Regions from separate parts of the Sus scrofa genome. Here region 2 is linked to region 1. The links are chromatin contacts, called in public promoter capture Hi-C maps. All regions are on one chromosome and are shown on one strand. Each heading gives the region's core, a stretch centred on a gene start, on an enhancer-like site or on the middle of the called end of the contact. The rest is flanking DNA. Distances are from core to core; before and after follow the strand shown. Region 1 has its middle 27 kb from the start of XAF1. Region 2 holds the start of C12H17orf100.

Region 1 (2,838 bases), core at 107-2,606:
ATTTTCTGGGTGGGTGTAGCTGTGTCTAGATAGTGGGGTTTTTTTTCTTCTATTTTTTAAAATTAAAGTATAGCTGATTTACAATATTGTGTTAATTTCTGCTGTACAGCACTGACCCAGACACACGCACACACACACACACACACATACATATATACATTTTTTTTCTCATATTATCTTTCATCATAGTTTTTAAAATCTGCACTTTTACAAATGTAGAGCAATAGGAATCAGATTAATTTTCTAACCACAACCCAGGAAAGGCAGGCAATTTTCTCTCCCTGTGTGATATTGGCAATGAACTAAGATTCCGTGGCTTCCAGCTGCACATCAGATTTTCCGTAGGTCTTCTCTCTGGAATAGCTGTTTGGGCCAAGTATCTCTCCCAAGAAGAAGAATATTTTGTGTTTGGAAAAGATTGTTCCCATCAAGTTACCGTTGGTGATGGGGTTTTTGTTTTTCGTTTTTTTGAAATAATGACATCTGCCATCCTACAAACATCATAAAGATGGATTCATATCCATCTATTTTACTCAAAATACCTGGTTCTTAAGAGAGTTCCGTTTTACACAGCAGCACTTCTCAGCTACACTGAGTAAAGGAAATGTTTTCATTGATCCTCTCTTCTCAACAGTCTTGTGCTAAATGGAGTCCCAGGATAATTGACTCCAAATCTTCCTGCAGGGGGAGGCATCGTGTAGTAATTAAGAGAATGGCTGTGGCAATGGATTGGATTTGAGGCTTCCTTCCAGAGCTTCCTAAGTGTGTGATCGTGGGCAGGTTCCTCTTGCTAAGCCCGTTCCCTTATCTCTAAAAGAGGGATAACAGTTTCTACCTTCCGGAGAGCTACAGTGAGGATTAAATGAAACTGTAAATTAGTACCTAGCAGGTACTAAATACTCCCGCAGCGATCAGTTTATCTGTCTGGCAGACCCTGGGTGGGGAAAGGGAGGTGACCTGGATTCCTCCCATTTTATTGTCTCGGGGGTGGGGAGGGGAAGTCCTGGGTCAGTTATCAGGAAACTATTGCATTGGTTCTGCCATTAACAGGCTGTACGACTTGGGCAAGTGACCATCCCTCTTTTTGGAGTCTGTTCCCTCATTTATTAAACAAGATGAAAACCAATAGCTCTTGAACACTGGAGGGACAGGCTTCTGTATTTTTTTACATGTGTGAAGTCATTAATTCCTCACTATTAAGTATTATTTTTCCACGTACATGGAGAGCTGCTAACTCCTGGGACAGGAAATGCTTGCCCAAGGTCACACAGCAAGTGAGCGGCAGGTCAGGCCTCAGACCGGGGCAGCCTGACTCAGAAGCCCAGGCGCTTTGGGGCCCAGGAATGTGGCCATTCACACCAGGTTCAGTGTCGCACACGCCATCCCAGCACTATTTGTGTTTCAGGGACTTAGCAATACATGGTCCAGCTTCTCTCATTTGACAAACAGCAGAAATGAAGGCCTGGCCAGGACAAAGAACTCAGGGTCATACAAATGAGCGGCCTAAATGGCGGACCAGGAACCCAGGCCCCAGGGCCCTTCCAACCAGAGGGTTGGAGGTCCATCCCTGAATCTTTCCAAAAACAGAAAACTGCCCTTTCATTGTCAGTTTGCTTGGGGTAACAGCAAATCTACAACTCAGTTTGATCACAGCCCTACTTTCCTCCTGGGCTCGGAAATTTTCAGAGCTAACTTTGTGGCCAGGGCTTCGTCAGCTCCACTGACAGCTAAGAGGAGGCATCTGGGAGTCAGAACGCGTTTCCTGCTCATAAACACGAGACAGGATGAGCCAGGACGAGCCAGGTTGTCCTGGGTGCTTTTGCAAAGACCCTCATGCTCTTCGCGGACCCTCAGCCAGGCCAGCGGTATGGCAGCAGCCGCCCCCCACCCATTCCCCCGGCCCCAGACTCTTGCCCTGAGCTGGAGAACAGGCGTGCATAAGCTGTCACCCAGAGAGGACACAGGTCTGTGCTTCCACTGGCTACGGCGCTCCAAAGGCGTAATTGAAAAAGTGAATACCTGTTAACAGTCCACAGCTTCAGAAGCCTCGCATGCTCTTTCCCACTAGGACTCTCCTGGGCTTGATTCTGCTTCCATTCCTCCGGAACAGGAAAGCCTGTATGGTCGTTCTCTGGGTGGTCAGGGGAATCTTTGAGGGTTCTTGAGACCTTTTTTCGAGAGATCCACTAATAAATAGCAAGACCTTATGTGACTTTTTTTACCCTCCTTCTCTCTGGGGTTTTTCAGAGGCTCCAGGGCACGTGATGCTACAACAGCCCACAGAGGCCCGGATGAGAACCCAGCTGTCTGCTATTAGCAGACATGCTCGAGATTCGAACACCTGTAAAATGAATACACTTTTAACGAAAAAATGTTGATAAAAATATTACCTATGGGGAGTTCCCCTTGTGGCGCAGTGGAAACGAATCCGACTAGGAACCATGAGGTTGTAGGTTCAATCCCTGGCCTTGCTCAGTGGGTTAAGGATCCAACGTTGCTGCAAGCTGTGGTGTAGGTTGCAGAGGCGGCTCGGATCCCGCGTTGCTGTGGCTGTGGTATAGGCCAGCAGCTACAGCTCCATTTGGACCCCTAGCCCGGGAACCTCCCTATGCTGCAGGTGCGGTCCTAAAAAGACAAAAAACAAAAAACAACAACAAAAATATTACCTACGTAAACACGTTTTCTGTGAAAGAGTCCCCTACACTTAAGAGTCTGTGCTGGGGGACGAAAGGAAACCAACCAGAACTGGCCCACACTATGAATAAATCATTATACCAATCAATCAGTGGATCAATCTCCACATGGTCTGGGTTCCAGCTGAGGCTCCCCTTTCCCTTC
Region 2 (2,838 bases), core at 244-2,743, 96 kb after region 1:
TGCCAGGATAATACCTAGCACAGAGTCGGTGCTCAATATGCAGGCTCCCTCCCCTGCATCTCCTCAAATCACAGGTCAGGTTTGCCTTCTAGAATTATTCTTTTTTTTTTTTTTTTTTTAATTTTCCCACTGTACAGCAAGGGGGTCAGGATATCCTTACATGTATACATTGCAATTACAGTTTTTTCCCCCATAAAATTATTCTTGATTGTTGATGGTTGACCTTCATTTTCCATTTTGAACTGCACTTGACCTATGTTAAAACATGTGTGGCTGGGGGGCGGGGGGGGGTACCATGCACAAGGGCTCAGCATAAAGAAAAGAACTGCGTGCTTTGAAATATAAACATAGGCCAACTAATTAAGGAATTAACTAATTAAGGAAAGTCTGATCCCTGCCCCCCAGGTTTTCAGCGGGCACATAATCAATCCACTGGTCATGATTTCTGCTTGCTCCCTGTCCTTAAATTTGAAGCAGCAAAGGTCATTCAGGGCTTAAGGACCCCCACACTCACCTGTCTGAGAGGTTCAAAGAGCCTCTTTGTCCATCGACTCAATTCATACAGTATCCGGGGCCCGGAACTTTTTGTGCTGGTTTCAAGTTAAAACAGTTCACAGGGTCAAAGGCAGGATAGTCCAAGGTGCAGCTGGGTCAGTGAATGTTGGCTGAGTCCTGAAACCACAGCTTGGCTCTTTCTTACATTGATTTGTGGATTGTGGACTGTTTCCAGGAAACCAAAGGGAATCGGTCCACCTGGCAGCAGGCCGGCTGCGAACTGGAGGCAGATCTGCACTGGCCACGGGCCATGGCCCTGTCGTGGCCCTGGAGAAGGAAGCATCTCATGGGGCCTTTTGGACATTCTGGCGGCCTGCCGGCTGCTCCTGCCGCGGCGGGCTCTCTACGCGGTGCAGAGTCGTCTCCACCCGCAGGCACGAGGCCCTGACGCGGCGGGAGGCTGTTTCCGTGCGCTGCCAGGTTTCCACGTGCTGGGACACCTCGACGACGCGAGGGAGCCGTTTCCCAGAGGGGGAGACGGAGGGCCCCTCGCTGCAGTGCTGGGTGGTCTCCACCCGCCGGGAGGACGTCTGCACCTGGCGGGAGGATGTCTCCACGCGGTGGGACGAGGTCTCTACGCGTACCGTCGACGTCTCCTCGTAGCGGGCGGCCGCCGCCCGGGGCCGCGAGGGCTTTCCCCGAAGGGGTGAGGCCATTCCACGGGGGTAACGGACCGAGCGGGCCTCGGGAGGCCTTACCGCCTCACGCTCCCCGACGGGTTACGTCACAGGGTGACGAGTGACGTCACATGCCTGTGTGACGCAGGTACAGCGCTAGACGAGGGTGCCACGACACAGGGACTTGGGGACAAGGTTTCCTTGAGGGGTGGGGAGGGACGTGAAAACTCCTTGGCAACTCTGGGCCGGGCCCCTCAGGCGCTCGGTCAGCGGGCGCACCGCCCCCTCGTCTGTCAGGAGCTCCCGCGAGCGGAGGAGGGGCTGGGCTGGGCTGGGCCGGGGCGGGCGGGCGGATGGGCGGAGCCACCCGCCCCCGCGCGAGGCTGATCCCGCCCTCGCGTCCCACACTGCCCCGCGGCAGGAAGAGGGAGCGGCGGCTTCCGGCACGTCCCCCGCGGCTCCGGGCGTTTGCTGTGCTGGGCTGCTTGTGGGTTAGCGTCTTTGCTCGTGATGGCCGCCGCCGTCGCTATGGAGACAGGTGAGTCGCGCTCGGAGCCACGCGTCTTCGCAAGTAGAACTATCCTGGGCCCAAACCCCCGCTCCTGCTCCCCCGCGTTCTCCTTTCAGGCCTGACTTCTTTCAGGCAGAGTGAGTTCGGACCGGGAGGGCCGCGGACTTTTCTAGTGTCGGAAGGGTGAAGGTAGTTTGGCCTTTTCAGAGTTTAATTTGTTGGCCAACACTTTTTCTTTCATTGCTCTTCAGACACCGGCACCACTGGCTTCCGGCGAGAACGAGAAAGAGAATTTCAATTTTAAACCAATCTTCGGTTTGTTTTCTGCGTCTCAAACGAGCTTGCATAAGTTAAAACATCGTCGACACATTTGTGTTATTATACTACCAACGACGCTTCTCACCTAAGCACACGCTTCTTGATCTTGTGTACTCGCCGTAGCCTCTGTCAGCTTGCATTCTGAACTTTTTCTTGGTGGCTTTAGCATTCACTTTGTTTTTGTTTACTAACTTTATCACCTAGCTACTTGTAATGCATTATTAAAATTAAGGCACAGTTACCCTAATCTATCCCAGTGATCACTGTTAAATTTCTTACATGGTAGCTCACGGGTCATAAACATTCTGACCTGTGTGTTCTTGCTTTCTTTGATGACTTGTCTTTAAGTTTAGAGAAACGTCTTACTCCTTTTAATCAGGGCTTTGCTTTCCTTAGACTTCTAAGAAAGGTTTTTCTCCTCCCACGCCCAGTTTAGGAAAATATCACATGCCCTTCTTTATGAAGAAGTGTATTTCAGCATTAGGTTTATTACTGATGTTTTCTTTCTACAAATCAGTATTCAGTGACGTTTATTTTGGATGATTTTTGATATCTTCTCTCCTAGATGATGCTGGGAATCGACTTCGGTTTCAATTGGAGTTGGAATTTGTGCAGTGTTTAGCCAACCCAAATTACCTTAATTGTAAGTTGAGCAGTACCCCGTTGAATTGAGTAAATATTGATGATTTCTGACCGAAGAGTTGCAATTCATAGTACTGTTGGCCCTTGGTATCCACAGTTCAACTGCAGTTGGTTGAATCCTCAGATACAGAAGGTGACAGTACTGTCACTGTCATCGCACTATACCATTTTATATAAGGGACTTGAGCATCTGTG

What was found. Promoter capture Hi-C pulls out the DNA fragments that hold promoters and counts their contacts.
Region 2: a promoter capture Hi-C map of liver shows a contact between it and region 1, with 4 times the contacts expected there. The contact joins the promoter of C12H17orf100 here to the enhancer-like site in region 1. A contact is called at or near these places in 4 of 5 promoter capture datasets (fetal liver, liver and skeletal muscle), 27 of 47 Hi-C or Micro-C datasets (adipose tissue, alveolar macrophages, brain and 15 more) and 2 of 2 datasets of contacts at active chromatin or transcription factors (alveolar macrophages and skeletal muscle).

The regions. Positions count from the first base shown.
Region 1 is chr12:50,631,720-50,634,557 of Sscrofa11.1, forward strand. No RefSeq gene overlaps it. Among named protein-coding and RNA genes, the nearest start is that of XAF1, 27 kb to the right of the region's middle. Within about 2 kb of position 1,357, at least 10 of the 83 cell types and tissues checked have an H3K27ac peak or open chromatin away from gene starts, as enhancers often do. A contact at or near this core is called in fetal liver, fetal skeletal muscle and liver, where this site is marked.
Region 2 is chr12:50,727,275-50,730,112 of Sscrofa11.1, forward strand. It overlaps C12H17orf100, which reads right to left and starts at 1,494. Exons shown (of 10, transcript XM_021067715.1): 1 at 515-1,494. The coding sequence starts at 1,211. The coding sequence ends at 840. MED31 (mediator of RNA polymerase II transcription subunit 31) reads left to right here and starts at 1,407. Exons shown (of 4, transcript XM_003358216.4): 1 at 1,407-1,710; 2 at 2,567-2,644. The coding sequence starts at 1,683.